4 separate regions of the Sus scrofa genome follow, and all the other regions are linked to region 1. A link is a contact called in public Hi-C and HiChIP or PLAC-seq data. All regions are on one chromosome and are shown on one strand. The core of a region is the stretch at or near the end of the contact, and the rest is flanking DNA. Distances in the headings are between cores, read along the strand shown.

Region 1 (3,574 bases), core at 586-3,085:
TGGGCAGGAGATAAGGAAACCAGCCCCTTCCCCGCTCCCCACGGGCCCCCGGAAGGCAGGCCAAAGTCGGGGAGGCCACGCTGATTCCCATGGCAGGAGGGGGCTGCTGGGCTCTATTTCTGTTCCTCGCGAGCAGGGAGCTGCCTGCCCTGCTCTCCTCTAACAAGGGGAGGAGGTGGGGGAGGCACAAGCCCCTACCTGGCTGCTGAAAGGCCAGGCCCCGGTAGCCTGGATCCTTCTGGAGCTGGATCTCCTTCAGGGAGAAGATGGAGGCAGCTGGCGGGAGAGAGAAGGGAGGCACGGAGACAGCTGAGCGGAGCTGGCCCTGCTTCTGCAACCTGCGGGCCCCCATGCTGACTGCGCATGCGCGCGGAGCTGGGCGCACCCACTTCAGTTAGGACTGGCCCAGCAGCACCCAGCTGGGACTTAGGGGCAAGCACCTGGGGTCCTCAGGGTCTGATGCCTTCGTTACAAACGAGAACGTAAGGAGCGGAAGCCAGGCTGCTCAGCTAGACCCAGAGCCTTGGCCTCTTTGTTCCAGCTCCTCCGCCCACACCGGCTGCCCCCTTTCCTTAGTTCTGGGGTGGCCCTGCCCCCCTTCCCCCAACCTTCCCTGCACACTCACTGTCTTCGAGCTGGTGCACACGCTCCCCCAGGGACCGGAAGTAGGGGTGCCTCAGGGCCGCCTCTGCTGACACACGACTCTTGGATTCATACTGAAAGGCAGAGGGTGGGCTGTTGGGCCCTGGCTGGGGGACAGCAGGACCCCTCCGGGCAATGCCATTTCTATGCTAAGCAGAGGAAACACCGGAGGGCCTGAGCTGACAGCCCAAGGCAGTCTCATTGGTCAGGGTCCCTGGGCTCCAGCCACCAGGAAACAAAAACACAAATGGGACTTTCAGAGCATGACTGCCTCTTGGGACAGAAATACAGATGCTGCAGCATCCAAGATCATCACATGAATACTAGTAATATTAACAAGTAATACTAACAACTATTCTTTATTGTGTGCTTCTTCAAGACAGCCTCCATTCTAAGCCTGTTCCATAACCTCAATGTATCCTCACAACCATCTCATAAAATGTGAATAATTAATTCCACCTTGCAGTTGAGGTAACTTGCCCACAGCTACACAGCTGCGGTTTGAACTGGGGTTTGAGTTTGGAGCGCCCCCACTCTGAAGCCTGAGGAAGTCAGCATTCGTCTTGGGCTCAGGGGTCGGGGGTGGGGGGTGGAGGGTTCAGGCTTAAGGGCCTGTGAGCACATGGGTGCGGCTGGGACGGAGGGCTGGGTGGAGTCTTGGGGCTTCAGCTCTCTGCCTGCCTGGCCCTGGCCCTGGCCGGAAGCACACTCACCAGGAGGAGGCTGGTCAGGAGGTTGATGCCCTCAGTGTCCAACCTGCAGGAGGAAGGAGCAGGCACAGGCCTGACCTGGGGGGCAGGGTGGAGGCAGGTGGGGCTTGCGACCACCTCCGGGAGGGACAGCCAGGACCACCAGCAGGAGAGGGTGTGGGAGGAAGGGCTACCTGGGAGCATGGCTGATGAGCGGCTGGGGGAGGTACCGGGGGAAGTTGTAGGCTCGGAACTCGGTCAGGGCCATCACCCCAGGCCACGTGTCTTCGGTAGGGGTCCCTGGAGAGATGAGAAGGCGCGGGGAGGGGTGAGAGGCCAGGGCCAAGGGCGACTTGGGGGGTGCAAGGTAGGAGGTCAGGCGGGGGCTGAGAACAGCTGAGGCCACAAGAGTCCCCGCCCCATGGAGATCCACCCCCCTGGAGACTGGGTGGGAGCTGCTCTTCCCGTTGGCAACATGCGCCTGAGCTGGACAGAGTTCTGGCGCCCCCTCGTGGTGAGAGGGAGGGAGCGGCAGGAGACTGACCGAGGAGCCGGAAGATGAGGTGCAGCTCCTCCTTGACCGTGGAGCCGGGGAAGAGAGGCCTCCCTGTGGCCATCTCGTAGTGGATGCAGCCCACACCCCTGCAGGGAGCAAGGGACAGGGGCGGCGTCAGGCTGGGCCTCTGGCGCTACCACGATGCCCTGCCATGGTGGCTCGAATGGCTCATGGCACTGGGGTGAGTGGCCCAGGGCTGGAGAAGTTCCTAGCATAGCACAGCCCCCGACTCCAGCCTTCCTCTGCGGGCTTCTCTGGGCTCTAGGATGCTTTGCCCTCTCCCCTTTCACTCTGTAGGGTTTGGACCTGCACAGCCAGCACCCATGTGGTAGGTCTTCAAAGCTGGGTTGTCTCAACCTTTTTCCACTGTGTACCCCACTGAAAGAGAGAAATCCACTAATCCATTCTCCAAGGATACCCCAGGCATAGACACAGCGGCCATTCATTGGAAACCTGTGTTTTAGCTTTAAAATTGGGCTGGCTTTTCATCCTACACCGAATCAGGTGTGTGTTAATTTTAACAGAAAAATAATAAATCCCTTCTAGATTTTGAGGAGAACTGATGCTTGGGGAAGAGTCACCATATTTACTGTGGGGGACTCCTGTATCCTCTGGTAACCCCCAGGTACCCCTGTGGGAAAATTTCAGAAGCACAGCCTTGGAAGGTCTATTTAAAGCCCAAGAAACCCCAGTGTAGCTCAGACTTAATTCCTTAACCAGTTCAGCAGGATGCCACATGGCTTTTGGTTCTGTTTGGTTTTGGGAGGTGTCCACAGCATACAGAAATTCCGGGGACTGAACCCACGCCACAGGAGGGACAATGCCAGATCCCACCAAGGAACTCTGCCACAAAGTTTTGAATTCAAAGGACTCTCGGGGCAGCAAAAGCAAGTTTGGGGGTAGGGACTTGCTAACCCTAACCCTAACCTGGGTCCCATGGCCCTCACTTACCACATATCGATGGGGGTGGAGTACTCTGTGGACCCCAGCAGCACGTCGGGGGGCCTGTACCACAGGGTCACCACCTCATTGGAGTAGGTCTTCGTGGGCACTGACTTAGCCCGGGCCAGTCCTACAGACAGACCCATCACTCAACCTCTCCCCACAGCATCCACATCCTGCGGAGATCATGTCAAGGGCCCCTGCTCCCAGCCCAGCCCTGTGGGCTCTGGCTCTCACCAAAGTCAGCCAGCTTCAGCTCCCCTTTCTCATTGATGAGCAGGTTCTGGGGTTTCAGGTCGCGGTGCAGGATCTTGCGGCGGTGGCAGTAGGCAAGACCCCGGAGCAGCTGGAACATGAAAATCTGGGGGAGCGCAAAGAAAGGGAGCAGTGGAAGGTGGGAGCGTATCCCGTGGGGGACCCTGTGCCTCTGCCTCACGGCTGGGATGGGGATGAGGACTGGGTGGAAGTGAAGGACATGGGGAGCTACCTGCTTCTCCTGCCCATCCTGGATCCCATCCACCCCAAGGAATCCGATCCAGAGGGGAGGGTGCCAGGTATGCGGAGGAGGCAGGAGGGGGAGAGAGGGAGGGAGCGGCGGGAGACTCATTCACCCCTCTGAGCTTCCCAGAAGCCTCTCTTCATCCTGGCAGGTACCTCTTGCTCCCATTCGACAGATAGGGAAACTGATGCTCAGGGTTAGAGACAGGGCTGCAGTGCAGTGGGGAGGAGACTCCATGACACGGAA
Region 2 (3,574 bases), core at 370-2,869, 200 kb before region 1:
AATAGTTTGCCTTCATTTGGCTCTAAACTGGCACCCAGAAATGACTGGTTTAAAAGCCTAACTTTGGAGTTCCCACTGTGGCAAAGTGGGTTAATGACCCTGTTAGTCTCTGTCAGCTCAGATCCCTGGTCTGGAAACTTCCACAAGCCAAGGGTGTGGCTGAAAAAGAAAACACACGTAAAAAGTGAAAATAAAAACCTAAGAAATAAGTCGTAGATGAAAAAGATTACATATATATTACTATTATTGGTAGTGTTTTAACTATTAGGTTGATGAAAAGAGAGACAGGCACACACATACACACGCATACAAGCTCTTTTATTAAATGTGCAAGACCCACTTCCGTGACTGATGTAATGTGTTTAATACACTTTTTCCACCTTGGGTAGGCACAAGATATGTAGTCTTGGAGCTCCCGTCGTGGCTCAGCAATTAATGAACCCAACTAACATCCATGAAGACGCAGGTTCCATCCCTGGCCTCACTCAGTGGATAAGGATCTGGCGTTGCTGTGAGCTGTGGTGTAGGTTGGAGACACGGCTCAGATCCCATGTGGCTGTGGCTGTGGCGTAGGCTGGCCTCTACAGCTCCGATTAGACCCCTAGCCTGGGAACCTCCATACGTCTCGGGTGCGGCCCCCCCAAAAATTTAAAAATATATATATGTATTCAGGGCTTTCCTGACTATACGAGATTAGGGTTGATGGGTTAGGTAAGGTTCTGAAGGAGGTAGAGAGTCACTGGAACAAGAAAAATGATGGCCAAAGTTTTAGGATAACTACCAGTTTGGTAGCTCTACATGATTGGTTATATGGTAAAAATTGATTTTCATCGATGACCTCAAGCTGTATAGTGATATAATTAATAAAACGCAGATTGTGGGAATTCCCTGGTGGCCTAGCAGTTAAGGATCTGTTGTCACTGTTGTGGCTCAGGTTCCATTCCTGGCCTGGGCGCTGCCAAAAAAAACCCCCAAATCATTAGATTGTGAAACACTTGTCTTCACGCGGAAGGTGCCTACAGACAGTAACATACACTGGATCCTCACTTGGTGACTATAAATTCGTTCTCTAATTCAACCCAAAGGAATAAGTTGCTGATCATTTAAAAAACATGGTTTCACATCTACGGTGGCAAGAAGAATGACGTTGCACAGCTCTTTTCTGAGACACTAGATGTCTTAAGAAGTTATGGAGGACTTGACATTCTGTTTCGATCTTGGAACATAATCTAGGGCTTTCAGTAATCTCACTGCATATCTAATGCTTGCCACAGCTCAGTTACAGACTCCAAGCTCCCCTGTTTGGTCTTTTCCTCGCCTCTGACCTAATTTACCACCCTCTCGCTTCTCCTTTTCTTACTTTTGTGAATGAACAGTTTCTAGGGGGTTCGTGGTTTTTGAGGCAAATATATTGTTAATACAGGTAGCCCTAGAAGTGGTTGGGGAGCCAACCGTCCTGTAGAGACTCACACATTTGGCTCAAATACAAGATAAATAGCCTTTCCTGGTAAGCCTGGAACAATGCAGAGCTTAGATTCCAAAGCTCCATTGTAGGGAACTGCAGCTGCGACTTCAGGTATACAGGATACAGGCGGCGCCTGGTCGAAGAGAGTGGCTATTGCCCTAGACCTTGCACAATAGGCTAATCTTGGGCCATCGCAAATCAGGTCACTCCTCCTCTCATCCTGCTTTCCCTCATTCTCTTCCCACGCCCTCAAGTGAAGCAATAAGACCTCATGTTTGGCGCATGGGCATTCACTCTTCTTCAGAGTCAACCTAGAAGCAGATGCCCGCACTGGGAGATCCAAGCCTAAGCGGGGACACCCACAGGACGCCCAACCGTGGAAATGGGAGGTCCTAGAACATCTGTTGCTTCTAGAGTTCACCTCTCATTTAGCCAGCAATGTTTATCGACAATGAAAATTACAGGGACTCTACTGCAAACCCCCAGTTGGAACTGTGAGGAAGATTTTGGTCTTCCTCCTCCTTGGGAAAAAATCAGTCTTCAGATATAGTCTGGCTCTGAGAATATTTGCAGTTTTGTGTTATTGTTATGGTTTAAGGAACCAAAGAATGAAATATTTAAAACTGGATTATTCCAGGAAATGCATGTGATTTGTATAAAAAGTGCAACAGATGTTAAGCAACAGAGTTGAGAACAGCACGTAACACCCACTAAAGCATGAGTTTTTTTCTTGAAGCCCACAGTTGTCTTTCCTCATCTTGTGACCTGTTCTAAGAGAAGCTTTGTGGCTGGTTGGGTTGAAGCACATAGCAGCTTTCGGGGTGATCTTGGGCTGGCCACTAACCCACTGGCCCCCCATCTCTCCCCACCCCATGCCTGACCTCCTTTTTATCTTTTTAAAAATCTCTTTAAAATCTTTTTTTTTTTTTTTTTGGTAATTTTAAAAATGTTTTATTTTCTAGGGAGTTCCCATCATGGCTCAGCAGAAACAAATCTGACTAGCATCCATGAGGACATGGGTTCAATCCCTGGCCTCGCTCAATGCGTCAAGGGTCCATTGTTGCAGTGAGATGTGGTATAGCTCAAAGACAAGCCTCAGATCTAGCGTTGCTGTGGCTGTTGTGTAGGCTGGCAGCTATAGCTCCGATTCGACCCCTAGCGTGGGAACTTCCATACGCTTTTGGTACAGCCCTAAAAAGCAAACAACAACAACAAACCCAAAACCAAACCAAAACAAAAGTTTTATTTTCTGAAGTACACACACAGACATACAGAGTGGTATGTAGGTAGGCGATCCTCCAAGCAAAGGAACACTGATACATAGATGAATTGAGCAAAGGTGATCATAGGTTTCCATATGATTTTGTTATATTTATTTAGTTACCTTTTTAGGTTCACACAAACCATTTCATCACAATCTTTGTTAATGCTTATTTCTCCCTTTTTTTCTAGGTTCTTCATTTAAGGGACTAGATATGTTTAACTTATTAAAAATTATTATAGGAGTTCCTGTCATGGCACAGTGGAAACAAATCCGACTAGGAACCATGAGATTGCGGGTTCCATCCCTGGCCTCGCTCAGTGGGTTGAGGATCCAGTGTTGCGGTGAGCTGTGGTGTATGTAGGTCGCAGATGCGGCTCAAATCTGGTGTTGCTGTGGCTGTGGCATAGGCCGGTGGCTACAGCTGCGATTAGACCCCTAGCCTGGGAACCTCCATAGGCCTAGGGTACAGCCCTAAAAAGCCTATATATATATATATATATATATAAAATAAACCAATAAACCAGTAATAGTACTTTTCCACATAATTCTAATGCTGAATTTAAAAAATTTGTCTGAAGGAAACTGGCAGCATTACTATATAGTTATACTGCTAGTTAACCTTCAGTTATTTGTATTGCACTTTTGGGGTTTTTTTTTTTTTGCCATTTCTTGGGCCGCTCCCGTGGCATATGGAGGTTCCCAGGCTAGGGGTCTAATCGGAGCTGTAGCTGCCAGCCTATACCAGAGCCACAGCAATGTGGGATCCAAGCCATGTCTGCAACCTACACCACAGCTCACGGCAACGCTGGATCGTTAACCCACTGAGCAAGGGCAGGGATTGAACC
Region 3 (3,574 bases), core at 314-2,813, 170 kb after region 1:
AACTGAACATTTTACAAATATAATCTCATTTAATCGTCACAAAAATCTACAAGGATATATCTATATTATGGAATGCTACTCAGAAAAAAAAAAGAGTGAAGCAGGAGTTCCTGTCGTGGTGCAGGCAGAAACAAATCCAACTAGGAACCATGAAGTGGCAGGTTTGATCCCTGGCCTCACTCAGTGGGTTAAGGATCCCGTGTTGCCACCGTGAGCTGTGGCATAGGTCGCAGATGCAGCTCAGATCCTGCGTTGCTGTGGCTATGGCGTTGGCCAGCCACTGTAGCTCCGATTAGACCCCTACCCTGGAAACCTCCATATGCCGCAGGAGCAGCCCCAAAAAGCAAAAAAAAAAAAAAAAAAAAAAAAAAAGAGTGAAACATGCAACGACTTGGATGAATCTCCACGGAATTATGCTGGGAGCAAAGAAAAAGCCAATCCCAAAAGGTTGCATAAAGATTATATTTATATAACACTCTTACACTCTTGAAGTGACAAAATTATGGAGAACAGATTGGTAGTTGCCAAGGAGGAGAGGGAAGGCATGGGTATAAGAAGGCAACAGGTACACCTGAAATTAACACAATGTTGTAAATCAACTATACTTCGATCTTTTAAAAAAGGCATCATGAAAGGTTCTTGTGGTGATGGAAATACTCTGTATCTTGACTCATCAACTTCCATATCCTGGTTAGGATATTATTGTACTATACCTTTTGCAAGATGCTACTGCTGAGGGAAACTGGGTTAAAAGATGTTATTTCTTACAACTGCATGTGAATCCACAGTTTATCTCAAAATACAAGGTTTAACCTAAATAAAATAGGGAAACTCGGGCTCAGAGCAGTTAAATCATTTCAGAGTCAGAGTTCAAACCCAAGTCTGTTAGCCTCCCAAGCCAGAGTGTTTCAAGACTTGGCTCTATTCAAGGGAACCAGGTAGGAGGCCCCCAGATGCCTGAAGTTCATCACACCAAGGAGTTGATAGGTGTCCTGGGCACTTTGTTACTGGGGACGACTGCCCTCATAAGGCCATTAGAGAGTGGCTTAAAAGAATTATTTGGCAAGCCCTGTGGGTTGGTGCTGAGAACCAAGATGTGATGACCTGGTTTCCCCTTCCTGAGGTGTGTGAAGACGGGTGATGTGGGAGGGACCACCCCCGCATTTGTCTTTACATGTTTGTGTCTCTGGCTGTGTCCACGTCACTGGGCATGTGTCAGTTTCCCCGGCTATGACTATTTCCCGGTGGAGGGAGAGAGGATGTGTGAGGTAAGGCATATGTGCGCAGGTCGGGGTGTACCTGCTGTTTGGATGCACCTGTGTCAGGTCTGCGCGTGTCACACCCACATCACTTGTTTATAGTAGGTTAAACCATTTGATAATACCTCTCCAAAGCAAAGCCGACTACTGAGCCAGCCTGTCACGAACAGGGTCTGTGTACTGTAGATAAACTGGGTAATTGGACTCTCCGCCTCCTCATCCAAAACAAACACTCACAAACCGCCCACCCCCACACTGGAGGGAGTCTGGTCCCTGTCATGTGGGTACTTGGATCTAGTGCCCCGCTTTCCCTGAACGGTAGATAAGGTGAGCGTCTCCCGCCGGCCCTTTCCCTCCCCCGCGGGCCGGGTGCCAGCCAAGGCTTATGTAAAGAGGTCACGGCTCGCTCGGCCACGGGGTGCACGCGGATTCCTGCACAGGTGGGGATGTGCGTGGAGCAGGCTCGCCGGCCTCCCCTTACCCCACCCCCTGGCCGCAGCTCGGTTTCTCCTTCCCGCTGCTCATTTATTCTCCTCATCTGCATGTGTGACGGCGGCGATCGGACTGGGGAAGGACAGAGCGCCCTCTCCTCCGCTCCCCGCGCCGCTCTCGGGTAATGCGCTGCCTGCGCCTTGCCGCCGCGCTCCTCCGGCCTGGCTGTGTAAGTGGCGCGGGGGCGGGGACGGGGGATTGCCGGGAGCAGAGGCTGGGGGAGGCAGGCGTCGCGGAGAAAGGTGTTAACTCCTCGCTTCTCCGGGAAGCAGCCGGACCTCCCAATCCCTGAACGCCCCCGGCCCCCCCTCGCTCCGCGGGTTTCCGCGAGCTGGGGAGCGGCCAGCGGCGAGAGGCTGGGGACAAAGCGGAGCGGGCGTGATGCCGCCGCGGGGTGGCGCTCTCGCCGCCTCGTCTTCCCTTGAAAGTTGGCCGGGGGCTGGGAGCCGGCGCGCCCGCCCGCGCCAGGAGGCCAGGGCGCGTGGCCCCGGCTGCCCTTGATTCGCCCCCCATTCCTCCCGCAGGGCCGGGCGCGGACGCCGCCGGACCGCTGAGTCTGGAGGGACGGTGAAGCGCTGGCCGGCGTCGGGGCCCTTGCCGGGGGTCGGGCGGGAGCCGGCGGACGGGAGCGAGATGGAGGAGGCGAGAGGGGGCGCGGAGTAACCGGCGGATCCCCAGCCTCGCACCTCTCCCGGCGCCCTGGCGCTCCGCGGGGCCACGGCGGGCGGGGCCCTCGGGGCTGCCATGGAGGTGCCTAACGTCAAGGACTTCCAGTGGAAGCGCCTGGCGCCACTGCCCAGCCGCCGGGTCTACTGCTCCCTGCTGGAAACCGGGGGGCAGGTCTATGCCATCGGGGGATGTGACGACAACGGCGTCCCCATGGATTGCTTTGAGGTCTACTCCCCCGAGGCCGACCAGTGGACCGCCCTGCCCCCCCTGCCCACGGCCCGAGCCGGGGTGGCCGTCACCGCCCTGGGGAAGCGGATCATGGTGATCGGGGGTGTGGGCACCAGTCAGCTGCCCCTGAAGGTCGTGGAGATGTACAACATCGATGAGGGCAAGTGGAAGAAGAGGAGCATGCTGCGTGAGGCCGCCATGGGCATTTCGGTCACGGCCAAAGGCGAGTGGGGTCAGGGCTGAGGGCGGGCGGAGAGAAGGGAGTGGGGGGGTCCGTGGGGAAAGGGATGGAAGCCAACACCGCGTTGGAGGCCGCTGTCACATTCCTGGTACCGTTCGATCCTTATAGTGGACACTAAAACTAGAGACCCGCTGGCTTTATTTGACAGAAGGGAAAACTGAGACTTCAACAAGTGAAGTGTCTAGTAAATCCTTATTATGCCAGAGCTCCACTCCTCACACCCCCAGGCCGGTCTCAGCAAGCTGGGCAGGCGGGGCCAGAGGGGAGAGCCCGAGGGTTAGTGCAGTATCTCTGTAGATATCCATCCCTTCCCACAGCGCCACGCAGGTGCCACCACCTCCAGACACATGTTTGGGGTTCTGGGAATGTTCGTGCCATCCTCATACCATCACCAGGCCCCACTGGAAGGACGTAGGGACCTGATTCCAGGACCTTCTCCCTCCCCACCATCTGTTTCCTAACGTCAAAGATACTGATGAGTGGAGACCCGAGGGTTGTGCTCCTGGGCCATCTTACTCAGGTTCACTGAGTTCTCAGATCATGCCTGTGCTGACCATGTGGTTTTGTGATTCCCATTTCACTTTCTCCAAGGCCGTCCTTTCCTCCTTTCCAGGCATAGTACAGCCCAGACCATTGAGGAGGCTCTGAAAGCTCTTTTGCTAAAACAGACACAGTTTCATGGGAA
Region 4 (3,574 bases), core at 523-3,022, 160 kb before region 1:
TTCTCTACCTGGTTCTCATTGATGGAGGCCTGTGACCTCCCCAGTGCCATGTGGCCTTGTCATTGAGCGCTCAGTGGGCACCTGTCCACAGTGAGGATCCTGCCTGGGGCTCACATCTCATACGAACAGTGTGCGATCACATAGCCGTTCAGTTGTAAAGAACCTTAGCATCTAGCCTGGCTCTCATTTCACAGGTGGGGAAGCTGAGCCCAGAGAGGTAAGTGGCTTATTCACAGCTATAGCTTTCACAGCTATAGAAGTTGCTGAAACTGGACTACACTGTCCTGGCTTCTAGTTCAGAACACTTTCTAGAATTTTTGAAGGGTTTGGATTTTCCATTCAACCCACTTTACGTGTGCACCCTTGGGCCTGTTAATGAATTTTTCTAAGACTCCCTTTTCTTTCTTTTTTTCCCTCCCTTTTTGGCTGCACCTGTGCCATCTGGACATTCCCTGGGCAGGGATCGAATCCAAGCCACAGCTGTGGTTGCCGGATCTTTAATCCACTGTGCCTAGCCGGGGATCAAGCCGGCACTGCCATGGAGATGCGCCAGGTCGTGAATACCCACTGCCCACAGCGGGAACCCTGAGACTCCATTTTCAGTCTTTGTGAATTAGGAATGTTAAATACTGACTTTCAGAGTTCCCATTGCGGCTTAGTGGTTTAGAACCTGACTGGTATCCATGAGAATGCAGGTTCAGTCCCTGCCCTCGCTCAGTGGGTTAAGGATCTGGCATTGCCGCAGGTTGCGCTCACGTGGTGTAGGGCTCAGATGCAGCTTGGATCCTGCGTTGGTGCAGCTCTGATTCAACCCCTAGCCTGGGAACTTCCATATGCTGCAGGTGCAGCCCTCAGGGGCGGGACAGGGGGGAGACTTTGTAGGTATGTCAGGTACCCAGCGTAGGAGAGACAGTGAACAGGTGTCTGCCACGTAGTTGTTTTCCCTGTGGTTGGGAACCACCCTGTCTCCTAACCGGGATGTTTATCCCTTCCTCTGTCAACCTTCAACTTGGCAGGGGGGCAGTGATCTCACCTGCTGGGGCCAGCACCTGGGGAGGTTTACATTCTCAGCATTCCTCTTGCCTTTGGGGGCTGAAAGAGGCACTAGGGCCCTAGTGGGAGGCACGTGGGTGAGGGGATGGGAGCCCAGAAGAGAGGCAGTGTTGGTCCCCCTCTGCCATTCCTCTTGGGAACGAGAAACCCCTTCCCCGGTTTCTCCACGGTGGTAGCCCAGACAACTGGAGAAGTGGCTGCCGGGAACTTCCACGTGTTTTCTCTCAAACGCACTACACAACTGGTATTAGATTTTCCTTGCCTGTCAAATGGGTATGCTCGTTGTACCCACCTCCTTAGGCCGCTAGAAGATGACAGCGCTCAGAAGAGGGCCCCAGTGTTAGCTGCTCCTGTTAATTGCCGAGGAGGAAACTGAGGCTTAGGGAGGTCAATTGAAAAGTCACATAGTGGGGTCCCCTTTGTGGCTCAGCGGTTAACCATCCCGACTGGGACCCATGAGGATGCTGGTTCCATCCCTGGCCTCGCTCAGTGGGTTAAGGATCCCAAGTTGACATGAGCTGTGGTGGAGGTTGCAGACTCGGCTTGGATCCTTCATTGCTGTGGCTGGGGTGTAGGCCGGCAGCTGTAGCTCTGATTGGACCCCTAGCCTGGGAACTTCCCTATGCCCTGGGTGCAGCCCTAAAAAGAAAAAAAAAAAAAAAGGAAGTCACATAGTTATAGTGATGTAGTATGGCCTGCCACCCCAGGCCCGACTGCCGAACCTAGGTCACCCTGTAGAATCCCCTGGGTTCGGGGAGGTCTGTGCACAGAGGCCTTCCTGGAGTGGAAGAATTCTTCTCCAGGTTGAAGAATACTGACTGTCTTGCTTCGCAAGGCACTTGGTCAAGGTGACCCCGAGTGACCTTGTGTCACAGCTGTTGGCAGAAAGGAAGTCTGATGGGGAGGCTGGGTGCTTGGAGTCAGATGTGATTCCACGATGACTGCCCCCATGGGATGGCCAGGTGATCCTGGGAGGGTGCTTTGCCTGGCCGGGTCCGGGGGAGGGTCAGGCCAGCTCCGGAATCCCTGTCACTGGATGGGAGAAGGGAGGGGAGAGTAGAGCAGGCTCCAGGAACTGCCCAATGTCCTTCCCCCTCCCCTTCCCCCAGCCTCCTCCGCATTTGTTTCCTTTCAGTAGCTGGGCTGGGGCTCTCAGACAGGGCAACAAAAGCAACTTTCCTCCAAGCCACTGCCACCTGTTGGGTTTTCACACATTGGGGGTGAGTGGAGGGAGGGAGCCGTTGCCCTTTTCCCAGTGTCTGCCGTGTGCCCCCTCGCCCCCCCCCCCAGGGACCGGGATTCTCTTTGCTGCCTGATGTGACAGGGCTCAGGAGCTGGAGGGGGTGGGGGCCCACAGCAGCTGGAAGGGGGATTGAGTGGGAAGGGGCCGGCGCTGGCAGCCGGGAGGGAGTTTGATGGATTACTCTGCAGGCCGAGAGGTTTCTCCCTAATCCCTCTTTGTGTCCCGGCCTGCAGCCCCTCGCTCTCTCTGACAAGCTGCTAAGCAGAAGGCTTCCAGTCCGAGTGAAGAAAAGGCAGCGCAGCAGGGCAGACTCTAAATCCCTGGCCTCTGGGCCCTGGGGAGGCAGGAGCTAGGGAGCAGTCTGGGTGGGGGTGGGCTCTTCCTCTCTGCTTACAATTCCCTCGAGGTGGAGAGGTTGCATTCTGAGCGGGGGTTCTCAGTGTCTGTGGAAGCTCTGGGAGGTCTGGGGTGGGGGGTGCCCTTGGCTATTTGTGCAAATCACCGTTGCCTTTGGTAGGGTGGAATTGGGGGGTGCGCAAAACGACTTTTGCTTCTTTGGAAGTGCGTCCGTGAACCCAGAGAGTCAACTGACTATGGCCTGGAAGCCTCATAGACTAGTCCCAGGTCCCCCTCTCCCTGGCTGCCCAGGTAGGACTTCCCACGGCACAGCATCCTGGCCAGGGCGTCTGTGATCACCATGGGGAGCTCACTGCCCACAGGCTCTTCATTTCCCGGCTCCTGTCTGGCCAGCACAGGCTCTTTTGGGGGGCGTTCCGAAGCTCCTTGTGGAGCTGCCGTGGGGGCAGAGCTCATGGGGAGTGCGGTGTGCCCGGTTTTACGAGGTAGGCCAAGCGCACTAGTCCCCTGGGACCAGGGCAAGAAGGGGGGCGAACCCAGCAAGAGGTTTCAGTGACCCTCCAGACCTTTGCGCTGCCCCCAGCCGAGAGCGCCTGGGAGAGGGCAACATGGAGTGAGATTCTGGGGCCCCTCTGGAGTGGAGGGGTCCTGCACCTGCACCCCGGGCCTGGGCTGGCCAGCCTGGGCTGGGGTGCACTGGGGAATCGGGTGTGGAGTGACCCCACCCCTTTCTGCTGCTGAGTCATTATTCCTCAGGCTCGCCTACCCCATCCCCAGTTTCCTCCTCTGCGGGGAGGGGCTTCCTGGTGGCCACGGCTTCCGAGGAGCGTGTGAGAAAGAGCCCAGTCTTTGTGAGCGTGGAGGGAGGACGCAGGGTCGCCAGCTCACAGGGTCAGGGTGGGGGCTGCAGCCGTTTGATGT

What was found. Hi-C and Micro-C count contacts between places; a contact is called where the count stands out from the background. HiChIP or PLAC-seq counts read pairs in DNA pulled down with a chosen protein or histone mark.
Region 2: an H3K27ac HiChIP or PLAC-seq map of alveolar macrophages shows a contact between it and region 1. The contact joins two enhancer-like sites. A contact is called at or near these places in 8 of 47 Hi-C or Micro-C datasets (embryonic fibroblasts, epiblast stem cells, fetal heart ventricle and 5 more) and 1 of 2 datasets of contacts at active chromatin or transcription factors (alveolar macrophages).
Region 3: a contact with region 1 is called in a Hi-C map of subcutaneous adipose tissue, with 2.0 times the contacts expected there. The contact joins the promoter of KLHDC8A here to the enhancer-like site in region 1. A contact is called at or near these places in 2 of 5 promoter capture datasets (fetal skeletal muscle and liver), 22 of 47 Hi-C or Micro-C datasets (alveolar macrophages, blood, brain and 13 more) and 1 of 2 datasets of contacts at active chromatin or transcription factors (skeletal muscle).
Region 4: an H3K27ac HiChIP or PLAC-seq map of alveolar macrophages shows a contact between it and region 1, with 3 times the contacts expected there. The contact joins two enhancer-like sites. A contact is called at or near these places in 2 of 5 promoter capture datasets (fetal skeletal muscle and liver), 29 of 47 Hi-C or Micro-C datasets (adipose tissue, alveolar macrophages, blood and 16 more) and 2 of 2 datasets of contacts at active chromatin or transcription factors (alveolar macrophages and skeletal muscle).

The regions. Positions count from the first base shown.
Region 1 is chr9:66,196,897-66,200,470 of Sscrofa11.1, reverse strand. CDK18 (cyclin-dependent kinase 18) reads right to left here. Exons shown (of 16, transcript XM_021063280.1): 9 at 3,067-3,190; 10 at 2,839-2,959; 11 at 1,876-1,973; 12 at 1,526-1,631; 13 at 1,356-1,398; 14 at 626-716; 15 at 199-276. Among named protein-coding and RNA genes, the nearest start is that of CDK18, 23 kb to the right of the region's middle. Within about 2 kb of position 1,835, at least 15 of the 83 cell types and tissues checked have an H3K27ac peak or open chromatin away from gene starts, as enhancers often do. A contact at or near this core is called in alveolar macrophages, epiblast stem cells and subcutaneous adipose tissue, where this site is marked.
Region 2 is chr9:66,392,061-66,395,634 of Sscrofa11.1, reverse strand. No RefSeq gene overlaps it. Among named protein-coding and RNA genes, the nearest start is that of SLC45A3, 28 kb to the right of the region's middle. Within about 2 kb of position 1,619, at least 18 of the 83 cell types and tissues checked have an H3K27ac peak or open chromatin away from gene starts, as enhancers often do. A contact at or near this core is called in alveolar macrophages and subcutaneous adipose tissue, where this site is marked.
Region 3 is chr9:66,024,621-66,028,194 of Sscrofa11.1, reverse strand. KLHDC8A (kelch domain-containing protein 8A) reads left to right here and starts at 1,563. Exons shown (of 6, transcript XM_003357392.4): 1 at 1,563-1,920; 2 at 2,276-2,871. The coding sequence starts at 2,496.
Region 4 is chr9:66,355,434-66,359,007 of Sscrofa11.1, reverse strand. All of the region lies in intron 1 of SLC45A3 (solute carrier family 45 member 3), which reads left to right. Among named protein-coding and RNA genes, the nearest start is that of SLC45A3, 8.8 kb to the left of the region's middle. Within about 2 kb of position 1,772, at least 9 of the 83 cell types and tissues checked have an H3K27ac peak or open chromatin away from gene starts, as enhancers often do. A contact at or near this core is called in alveolar macrophages, where this site is marked.